Regions from separate parts of the Mus musculus genome. Here all the other regions are linked to region 3. Evidence: chromatin contacts called from public promoter capture Hi-C data. All regions are on one chromosome and are shown on one strand. Each heading gives the region's core, a stretch centred on a gene start, on an enhancer-like site or on the middle of the called end of the contact. The rest is flanking DNA. Distances are from core to core; before and after follow the strand shown. Region 1 overlaps Gm35299 (a long non-coding RNA gene). Region 2 holds the start of Rarres1 (retinoic acid receptor responder (tazarotene induced) 1). Region 3 holds the start of Ccnl1 (cyclin L1).

The links. Promoter capture Hi-C pulls out the DNA fragments that hold promoters and counts their contacts.
Region 1: a contact with region 3 is called in a promoter capture Hi-C map of liver, with 5 times the contacts expected there. The contact joins the enhancer-like site here to the promoter of Ccnl1 in region 3. A contact is called at or near these places in 3 of 39 promoter capture datasets (liver and pre-B cells), 2 of 115 datasets of contacts at active chromatin or transcription factors (large pre-B cells and microglia) and 1 of 9 other capture datasets (liver).
Region 2: a promoter capture Hi-C map of liver shows a contact between it and region 3, with 4 times the contacts expected there. The contact joins the promoter of Rarres1 here to the promoter of Ccnl1 in region 3. A contact is called at or near these places in 3 of 39 promoter capture datasets (liver and pre-B cells), 1 of 115 datasets of contacts at active chromatin or transcription factors (large pre-B cells) and 1 of 9 other capture datasets (liver).

Annotation. Positions count from the first base shown.
Region 1 is chr3:67,545,653-67,549,239 of GRCm38.p6, forward strand. The region is part of intron 2 of Gm35299 (a long non-coding RNA gene); the gene reads right to left. Among named protein-coding and RNA genes, the nearest start is that of Gm35299, 6.0 kb to the right of the region's middle. Within about 2 kb of position 1,924, at least 2 of the 459 cell types and tissues checked have an H3K27ac peak or open chromatin away from gene starts, as enhancers often do. A contact at or near this core is called in liver, where this site is marked.
Region 2 is chr3:67,513,847-67,517,262 of GRCm38.p6, forward strand. It overlaps Rarres1 (retinoic acid receptor responder (tazarotene induced) 1), which reads right to left and starts at 1,677. Exons shown (of 6, transcript NM_001164763.1): 1 at 1,315-1,677. The coding sequence starts at 1,569. It overlaps Gm40067 (a long non-coding RNA gene), which reads left to right and starts at 1,403. Exons shown (of 3, transcript XR_001783859.2): 1 at 1,403-1,910.
Region 3 is chr3:65,956,996-65,960,780 of GRCm38.p6, forward strand. It overlaps Ccnl1 (cyclin L1), which reads right to left and starts at 1,254. Exons shown (of 11, transcript NM_019937.4): 1 at 813-1,254; 2 at 506-580. The coding sequence starts at 1,133.

The DNA.
Region 1 (3,587 bases), core at 674-3,173, 1.6 Mb after region 3:
AAGGCATACTAATCTAGGGCAAGGGTTCTTTTGAAGAGAAGTGACGTGTGCTTATGAGATTAGGTAAAGGGTGTGGGGAAGGGAGAATGTTGCAGGTAGAGGGGCAGCCTGGCTTCATGGTCAGAGAGTGACCATATGGAGTACTTGAGGAACTCATAGAAGGCTCATGTAGGAGGGACAGGACATGGAAGAGCTCAATAAATTGAATGAGTAGGAGTCACATATGACTGCAGGCTGAATGTATGTCAACCACATCCCATTTTCCTCTGCTCCATAGAGTTGGGTGATTAGGGTGGGACTTTCATGAAAGCAATGAGTGGCCTTACAAAAGAGACCTAGGGGAGCTTATTTGCCTATATGAGATTAACGAAGATGCTTCCATCTAGAAGGAAACCTTCACCAGGCAGCAGAGCTTCTGGCACTCTGTCCTGGGCTTTCTAGCATTAACAGCTGTGTGTAGTAAGTGCCTGTTATGTGTAAGTGACCTAAGCTAAGGCACGCTGATAGAACAGAATGAATGGCGGGACAGACACGAAGCTCAGAAGATCCTGTTGGGATGTGACGTGGGCTGAGATCAACACATGTCTTGAGGGCATCACATGGGCTGCCCTGCAGTGAACATGCCCCCAAAGGCAGAGGCTGCTTGAGGCTCAGTGAGAATATGACACTTAGGACACTCAGCTGGGGGAAGGGGCCCCTTCCTCTCTGTGCTCACCAACGTAGGTGGCATCAAGCTATGGGACATTTGGAGACATTACCCTCCTCAGCAACTTTCAGGTTTGCAGAAAGGTTTTGAGGGTCTTCTAAGGTGTTGCAAGCTCCACAGGAGTGCTAAATATTGTTACTGACATATAGAAATGAGCCTTACAAAACCACACAGACCCATGTCCTGCTATAACCCAAGCACTTTTTTGGAAGGGGCTTGTTTGAGATTTTGGCAACTCTAATTCTGCTTTGCTTGAGAAAAATCCTATAGTCCAAAGGAGTCTGACCTAAGATCACATCTCCAAAAATCTTAGTGCTTCATGGATTATGAAATCCATTCCTATGTCTCTCTCTTTGACCTCCAGGGCTTCTTATAACTTTAGGGATTAATTATGAATTTTCTGGAGACTTCGAAGAAAATTTATATCTGTCTTTAATATTTTAATAGTGGAAAATGCAGTTATTTTATCTCATGGAATGGATAAGTTATTATTCTTGTAAGGTTACTTTTTATTCTCTATTAGTATGGTACCAACCTTCTATATTTTTAAAGCTCACTCTAGGAACTTGTTTTTAAATTTAAAGAAACTATGTTGACTATGTGTTGGATTCAGCATCAAGCATCTTTCACTGAGACAAATTTTATTAACAAGCACTTTGCTGCTAATTAAAGGGAGATGTGTGTCACATCAGAAGACATCTCTTTTACTCTTTCCACCATCTTGGAGCTTATGGAGACCTCCTTGAGCAGAAACCAGCAAATGTATCTTGAAGGCTGTGGTCCGAGACTATTTCTGCTTTTATTGGGAGCTTTGGAAACAGAGGGGTCAGGAAATGGAAGAAAAAAAATGAACAAGTCTCTCTTTTTGGAATGGAGATGAAACTAAATTCGATCTGGGCAAAACATAAATGTAGAGTCACAAACAAAAACACGGACTCTCAGTGGCAAACCAAACAAAACCAGAGTAACTGGAGAAAGGTTCTGAGCACAGATGGAAAGATCAACAGGATTCATGCTAAATTCCTGAGCTGCCTTCCTGCCAAGGCCATTGGGCACAGAACCCATGCGTCCGGTAGGCACCGAGGTCTCAAATTCATAGAAAAAAAATAAGCAAAGGTGCAAACTCCCTGTCTTCTTAGGAAGGTTTTAGATATCTATGTTGAAAAGAACAAACATGAACTGTGGACCTATAAGGTCAGGACATGACACCAAGCTCCTCCTGCTGGTCTGTTCTTCAGGTCATGTGAGTGGTCTGTCCCCAGGTCACCTGCTCGCTTTCCCAGTGGGTCACCTATTATTCAATGCTTTGATCTAAGTGGTCTTTCATCTCTAAGCTGATGGTTCTGGAAGAGGTGAAACCCATGCTCAGAGTGAAAATGGATGAGATGAAAATGCTAAGCAATTAGCTGCTTGAGGCCATGACAGTGAAATGGATAGCCAGTTGGGTTTTGTTTTGTTTTGTTTTCCATAACCATTAACAGAACTTAGTCTCCTCAGGTAACATGAAGACAACAGGATCAGACTACAGTCCAGTCGTCTTCACAGCTTTCTCTGTCGATGCTCTTCTGGGAGCTCTTGCTCAAGGAACAGCACCCATGTGCTCCGGCTGTTCCTTCTGGAAGTGTTCGGCTTGACTGGAGCTTCCCGTCAGTCACCTGCCATGGCCTTCCCCCACAGTGTCCTGAAGGACGCCTCCTTCCGCTGCTGCTTCTCTTCTGTATTGCCATATCCCTGAGTTGACACATCTTGGGGGGTCGTAGACTGCAATCTGTTTTGCTTACTTCCTATGTTTAGATTACTCCATTGCCTCTCATGATGCAAAGCCTCTTAACTGACCCAAGGTGATCTGCCCTCACTTTTTGTGTCTTACATTATTAACAGCACCTTCTTTCTCCCTTTGCATTCTCTCTTCGTTTTACTCCAATTATGTCCCTGAGGGTCCTTGGTACCTGCTGTTTTCTGCTTGCTCACTGTGGCTTAATGACTCCTTGTCTTAGTTAGGGTTTTATGGCTGTGAACAGACACTATGACCAAGGCAACTCTTTTTATTATTATTATTAGATATTTTCTTTATTTATATTTCAAATGTTATCCCCTTGACTGGTTTCCCCTCAGAAAACCCCCATCCCCTCCCCCTGCTCACCAACCCACCCACTCCCACTTCCTGGCCCTGGCATTCCCCTAGACTGGGGCATAGAACCTTCAAAGGACCAAAGGCCTCTCCTACCATTGATGACTGACTAGGCTAGCCTCTGCTACATATGCAGCTAGAGCCATGAGTCCCACCATATGTTTCCTTTGGTTTGTGGTTGAGTCCCAGAGAGCTCTGGGGGGTACTGGTTAGTTCATATCGTTGTTCCTCCTATGGGGCTCAAACCCCTTCAGCTCCCAAGACAACTCTAATAAGGACATTTAATTGTGACTGGCTTACAGTTTCAGAGGTTCAGTCCGTTATCATTAAGGTGGGAGTCTGGCATCATCCAGGCAGGCATGGAGCAGGAAGAGCTGAGAGTTCCACAACATCATCCAAAGGAAGCCAGGAGCAGACTGTCCTCCAAGAAGCTGGAAGGAGGGTCTCAATGCCCGCCCCCACACTGACACACTTCCTTCAACAAAGCCACACCTCCTAATAATGCCACTGCTTAGGCCATGCTTCTTCAAACCATCACACTCTTCCTCTGGGCCTTCAGTTCTCAAGGGTTATTTTGTGGCAGTCTGCACCATTGGCCTCTCTTTATTGTCTCCATGGAACCCTGTAACTCCGAGCTTCTCCACGGGATTATGTTTCTTGAATGCAGGGACGCTATACATCAGTTGCCTCAGTGTGGAGGCTGGTTGGAGCAGGGCTTATGGAGACCATTTTGCTGTGAGTTGAAACCAC
Region 2 (3,416 bases), core at 427-2,926, 1.6 Mb after region 3:
TGCCAAGGGGTAGCTGAAAAAGCCCAGAAATGCTAGGTATTTTAGGAGTTTAAAAAAAAATGACATTTATTATGTGTGTGCATGCATGCTGTAGCAGGCACGTGGAAGTCAAAGGACAACTTGGGGGAGTCAGGTCTCTTCATCCACCTCCTGGTCAGAGGATCAAACTCACAAGCTTGCCAGCAGGCACCTTTACCCAACGACTGTCTCACTAGTTCTATTTTATGATTTTTTTAAAAATCATATTGGATTGAAAGAAAATAATCCCTGGTATTTGAAAATTGGTGAACTTTGTCCGTCTGGGTTTGTTTGTTTGTTTGTCTGTTTGTTTTAATAGAGAATTCTCCCCCCCCCCACCCCCCAATAACGAGGGAGGTTGTCATCAGGGCTCCTCTTTCCTCAAAGAAGAGGACAAGATCTTAAGTTGTGACTTCATTTCTCCGGTGAACTAGTAAAGGCTGGATGGAGCCTGGAGTAGAGACTGTCCCTGAGACAGTAAAGATTGTTTTGCTGTTGCTGTTTATTTAACACTCACAGTAGTTTGCCTTTTTCTAGAAATAAGGAAATAAGGCTGAGAGTTACGAAGGTGATTCACATCATCTGATGCTACACGGAGGATGGTCTTTATCATCACACCAATTTAAATCTTATGCTCCACTCTACAGAAGATGCAAGGCTGCGGATCTGTGGCTTTGTGGAACACCCCGGGAGCCTCATTGCCTCGGGATTCCGCAGTTGTGTAACTTTAAAAATCTGTTTAATGAAGAGAGCAACACATCTACAGCCACTGTCCGGAAATCAGCAAGCGATCTAGGAGCTGAAAAGTTTCGATCGCCCTTTCAGTTATGCAGAAGACGGCGGCCCTGTCACTCCCTAGTTAGATTAAGAAGATACCAGAACTGAATGGTCCCTGGTCAGACCCCTGAGTAACCTTTACCACTTTATCCCGAAGCCTTGCACTGGTGGCCTGCCATGAACAACGAAACTCTAGAAACGTGTCTGCGATGTAGAGAGCTGGCTTAGCTTTTGTACACACACACCTCCCCTACTTTGGTAGGAGCCATAGAGTCTAAGCCATGAGTAGACTGGGTACACAGTGCGCATGCCAACACCCACACTGGGTACCCCGACCAGGGGCTGTTATTCATGGGACCTTTTTTCTTAGGTTCTCAAACACGCTAAGTATTTCTGGCCTCAGAAATACCGGAAAGGCAGAGGCAGCGTTGGAGGGCTCCGCGCCTCTCGCGCGACACAAGCTCAGGCTGGGAACGCTGCGGTCCCCGAGCGTGTCCCGCCGCGTCGCGGCTCACTCACCCACGCGCGGCCCTCCTGCACGGTGGCCAGCACCCGTAGCGCGCTGGGCGAGCCCGCGCGGAAGTTGAAGAAGTGCAGCGCAGCGCGCGCCGCCAGCTGCAGGATCCCGCGTGGCAGCCCCACGGCCGCGGGCTGCCGGGGGACTTCGGTGTATTCCAGGTCCGCGGGCTCAGTGACAGCAGCGGCCAGTGCGAGGCTCGGCAGCAGCCAGAGGCTCAGCAACAGCGCTGGCATCGGGGGTTGACGGGGCTGCATGGACACGGGCGGCAGGGGCCCACGGGGCTGCGTGGATGGGGAAAGCTGGCGCTGAGCTCCCTGGACCCGGTTCGCAGTGCTCACGGAAATAGGCCACGGCGGCCACTCCCCTCCGCCCCCGGGTCGCCGCCCTTCCTCGCCTCCCTGTCCAAGCAGAAGGACCAGAAGGCGCCTCCGGGAGAGCGGGTCATGTCCCATGTCCCCATGACGCGGTGAGAGGGGACATGGGACAGTGGGGCGCCTCCTTGAGGGCACACTCCGACTCCAACTCTGGGAACTTAGCTTGTCGCCTGCGGCTGCTGCAATTTCACAACCCTCAGGTCTTAGAACCCACTCCAAAGGTTAGTTGAGGTGAAAGAGGAGACGGGTGGTGACAGGGACCAGTGGCCTTGGCCTTGATGGGGAATTTGAGAAGAGGCAGCTGGAAACAGGGAAAGTGTGCAGAGGGCGGGAGCAGGTAGTGAGCACCTGCAGGCCAGGTAGGGAGGAGGGGCGGTGGGCGACCGGACAGAGGTTTTGAGAATCAAGTAAATTAATTAATACTGGAGAGGGGCCTTGGGTTGAAGCCAGATTCCAGTGGCGTGAGGTGTGGAATCAACGCGTCACTGAAGGCAAGAGGTGGCTACTATTTTCTAAACCACAGGTAAGAGAAAGCCCTTTAGGGACCTGTGAGGTGGCTCAGTGAGTAAAGGTGCTAGCCACCAAGCCCGATGACTGGAGTCTTGCCAGGACCAATGTAGTGAACAGAGAGAACATACTCAAGCAAGTTGTCCTACGACCACCACCCACCCACCTACCTACGTACAACATAACAAATTAAATAATAAATGAAATGAAATGTAAGAGAGACAGAACAACCGGAGATACCCAGGGGTCTAGCCCACCTCATCAGCAGCAGTCGCTATCCTGAAGGACCAAAGAATGATTGAGACCCATTTGTTAACTACTGCTTGTGAAGCTGGGAGACACCTGTGGAACAAAGGGAGCAGTTGGCTGGGTATCTTTCCTGCCATCCCAGCCTGCAGCCTACTGCCTGCCATCTGCCTTAGACTCCAGTGCTCAAAGACGGGATTCTGGAAGGAGCCATCCTATGATCACCAAGCCATAGGCCTGTGGACAAAGAGAAACTGTCTAAACGATACTCCCCCCTGTTGCCCATCTGTGGACTGTCTTTCCTTCTGCAGATTTACGAAACACCTGGGTCATGGGGAGATGAGGATGAGCAACCAGATAAACATCTGGAGCACACCTACAGTCGATGAGCCAAGGGAACGTGTCCTGTGCTGTTTGCAATAGCATGCTCTGCAGAAAATTGAGGAGGGAGCCAGAAGCCTTAAGATGGTGACTTAACCCAGGTCAGGGCTGGCAGTCATATCAAGAGGGGACAGCAGAATCATTGGGGTAGGTGGAGTATTTCAAAAAGGCCCACATATCCTTTGTTTCCATTTTCTTTCCCTCTCTCACCCTGCCCCTGGACTAACCATGGTCAGTACCCATATGGTCACTTAGGAAGCAAAGTGGACATCAGCTGTCAGAAAACATGTGCTTCCTAGTGTACATAAGAGGCCAGGATACCTGTTCCCACTCCTGCCACAAATGCCAATGAGCAGAGATGGGTTGAATATTATGTTGCACTTTGTATAGAAAGGCAGGCAACCAGAGAAGGCAGTGGATAGACATCCTTAGGAAAAGCTGCCTTCCATCTCACCGAGCCAGGAGGAGGAGAACAAGGCAGACAATTATCCTGGAGCTGCCATGCCCCTCTGCTCACAGGGACAGTCACATCTTTGAGATTAGAGATGCCTGCCCCCCCCCCCCCCCCCATCATCTTCCCTGAAAGCTTCTCT
Region 3 (3,785 bases), core at 4-2,503:
TAAACTAGAAACAGTTTAACAAAGTCTAACAACCCTTATTTTGTTTTGTTTTTAGATAGGGCTTCTCTGTGTAGTCCTGGCTTCCAGGAACTCCATCTGTATGTACATCTGCCTGCCCAAGGATGTGGGTCACCAAGGACCGGCAAAGAACCCTCTTTAGGATACAACGGGCTTTTTAGCGAAATAAAATCGAAGCTGACATTTTTAGACCAGCTCTTACGTTTTATTGCTCAACTGCTCTTAATTTTGGGTCAGAATCAAGCTACCTCTTGCTAGAATTGTGCAATGGCTTGAAAACGTAGTTCTTGGTTAACAGAGCACGTGAACTGGGGATCCATTTTCTAGTTCTTGAAACATTGCTCTACGGGCCCCATTTCCTTCTGGGTGGGAACGAGGTACAAAGGCCTAAGCTAACCACTCCCTTTCTGGAAAAGCTGGTTCCTACCCCCTTCCTCCCCGCTTCCGGATGAAGAAATCCCTTCTTGTCCGCCTCCGCCGCGCTTACCTCGAAACTGTGTTTGACGAACGACTTGGAGTAGAAGAACCGATGGAACAGCACCTGCCCTGTAGCCATCGCCACCTGCAGACGAGAGAGGAGAACGGAAGCGCCGGGGTCAGGCGGGCCCGCACCAGGCGCCGCCGCCATTTTGTGCGGCCGCTCGCTTCCCTTCCCCCGCCCGGGCCGCGCGGCGCCGCCCGCCCCCGCATCCCCACCCTCGCCCGCCCGAGCTCCCGCCGCCGCCGCCGCCCGGCGCAGGCTCCGGAGAAACCTGGCCGCGGCGGAGAGGCCCGCAACCAGCCGGGGTTCTCACCTGCGGCAGCCGGAGGAGGATGCCGGCGGCCTGGATGAGCTCGCAGCCCAAGATGCGCAGATCCGTCTCGCTGGGCAGGTCCAGGCCGTCCTGCATGGACGGGGTAGGCGAGAGCCGCTCCTCCGGGATCAGCGAGTGGTCGATGGTGAGCGACACCTCCGAATACAGGCGGTCGCCGATCAGGATCCCTCCGGTCGTGGTCGTCGTCGTGGTGGTCGTGCCGGAGCTGGAGCCGCCCGCGCTCGGGGCGGCGGACGAGGCGGAGGCGGCAGCGGCGGCGGCGGCGGCAGCGGTCGAGGTCGGGTGAGGCCCGGACGCCATAGTTCCAGCGAGCTCCACGCACGCCCGACGCAGCCGGAACCCAAAGCGAGACTAACCAGCGTCCTCGGCGCGACGGATCTTCCCGTGACCGCCGGCTTCCAGGCCGCCGCACGCAGCGTGCGCTTCCGCCCTGACGTCACCACGCCGACACGCCCTACCCCACCCCACTCCACTCCCCGCGCGCGCCAACGAGTTCCTCCGCGCTTCGGTCGGTGACACCGGGCGGAGGGGTCCGGATGGGCAGGGCGGGGCAGGGTGCTGGCGGCTCAGGGGTGGTAATGGCTTTAGTCACCGGATAACCCGGACTCTGGCCTGGTGAGTCGGCCCCGATACCCCTGCACGGTCTGCGCGTTGGTGACAGTCCGGCGGTCGGCGACACCGGAGTGTAACAAAGTGACTCTGAACCGGGCAGCTTCCCAGTTTGAGCGCCTGGGGTTTCCGGAAAGCTCCGAGCGCGCGTGGGTGTCGGGGTGTAGCCTAGAAAGGCATGCCTAGCCCTGACCTCACTTCGCCGGGTTTACAGTAATCTGGAAAATCCCTAGTTCCAAAAATAGGTTTATGGCGAGGACAGTACACGGGCGATTTCATTGCGCTGGGGAGTCTCGTCTTAAAGAGATGGTTTTTGTCAGAGTGGAGAGAAAGTAACTATCCCTGTGTCAATGAAGAGAAAAACACAGCTCTCATCTTACATGGAGTTTGGAATAACCTAAATCTGTGTTCCGGGACCATGGTCAATCAAAATGGCTCCAGGATAACCCATCATTTATTCCCTTTAAGATGAGAGCTGTGGTTTTTTTGTTTTTTTCGAGACAGTTTCTCTGTATAGTTCTGGCTGTCCTGAAACTCACTTTGTAGACCAGGCTGGCCCTGAACTCAGAAATCCGCCTGTCTTTGTCTCCCGAGTGCTGGGATTAAAGGCGTGCGCCACCACCGCCTGGCTGAGAGCTGTGGTCTTTTTCCATCCATACTAAAAGTCCCAAAAGCTGAGGTCGACCGTGAAACAATTGATCCTTCTGCCTCTGGCCTCCCATGATCTTTTTATTCCAGCTTAATCCTCTGAGATGGCCTTTAGGGAGAAAGAAAAATCTCCTGACTCAGTACAAAGGGTTGGAATTGTTATTTTGTTAAAGCTTACTTTCTTGAAAAGTGTCTTAACCTTGGACCTATAGAGCGCACTGAAAATTTGGATACATCTTAGTCACCAAAGCAAGGTATTTTCACAGCTCATTTTTACAAAGTGTGTTGGGACGGGCACTCTGGAGACAAAGACAGGTGGATCTCTGATTAGAGGGTCAGACTGATTCCAAGCCAGTAAGAGCTATATAATATCTTCAAAATGAAACAAAACCTCTTCCAAACAAAAGCTATATAGAGCAGGAAGTGGTGGCACAAGCCTTTAATCCCAGTACTCAACTAAAGCCTCAAAAACAAAAATTTTATGATTGTGATAGCTTTTTGTCACTGACAGATTACCTAGAAAGTCCACAATGAGGTTTAATTTTGGTTTATGGTCTCTGAGGTTTCAGGCTACAGCCATGTGGCCCTATACCTGTAGGACTGTGTAGGCAGAACTTTATGGTGTGAGACCTTGGTAAAAACAAATCCCTTGCCACCAACAAAGAGAAAGGGGAATATATCCAGGGATCTCCCTCCTCAAGTAGGTTGCCAACTCCTAATTGCTTGTCCAGCTGTGACCTCATCGTCGGATTAACCCATTTATGAGGTATTTGCCTTTGTGATTAAATCACCTCTCAGTGCTACTAACTAAGGACAAGCTCTTCACAGGGTCTGTATGTGGCAGGCATTTCATATCCAAACTTTCTGTGACAGCATAGGAGACACAAGTCCAGGGGACAGGTATGTCGGGACAAAACTTTTCCTAGTGAGACACTACTCACCTCAGATAGGGAACCTACCACAGACCAAAGTATGGATACCATCAGAGTGCAAACTTGGTGAACCAATGAGTTTTATTAGGGTTACTTACAGGAATATGGGTAAGGAGCAGAAATGATTTGGATAGCTGCACCACCAATGTGCAATTCTATGCATATATTAGGGTCGGCACAATTTAGTGAAAACTTTTTTGGTGATAATTAACTCAATTCCATGTGGACAATAAAGTTTAAGGTGTGACTCCATCAAAACTCTTTGTAAAGTACACGTGACATCTTCCATAAAGATGGGTTCTGTAGATTCACTACATGAGACACCTTCCATAATGATCAATTCTGTAAATGACATGCTCATGATACGGGTCTGGAGAAAGATCTGATGTGGTCTTGGCCACACAGCAGAAAAGGTCACCAGGCTATTAGTCACATCTGCTCTCGGCCTTCTGGGTGGATAGAAGGTTATATACCCTTGTTTGAAGGAACAACCCTGTCTTTAACATTACTGGTTCCTACCTGTAAAGGTGGTACACACCTTTAGTCCTGGCACTTGGGAGGCAGAGGCAGGTGGGTCTCTAAGTTTGAGGGTAGTGCCTGTTCTACAGAACAAGTTCCAGGACAGCCAGAGCTACACAGAGAAACCCTGTCTTGAAAAACAAAACATTCTTGGTTCCCCTGTTGCTTATCTGTTGAGCACAGGACTTTTGTTCCTCCCACAGGAAGAGATGGCTGAACATGTTATAAATGCTTGCTCCTCATT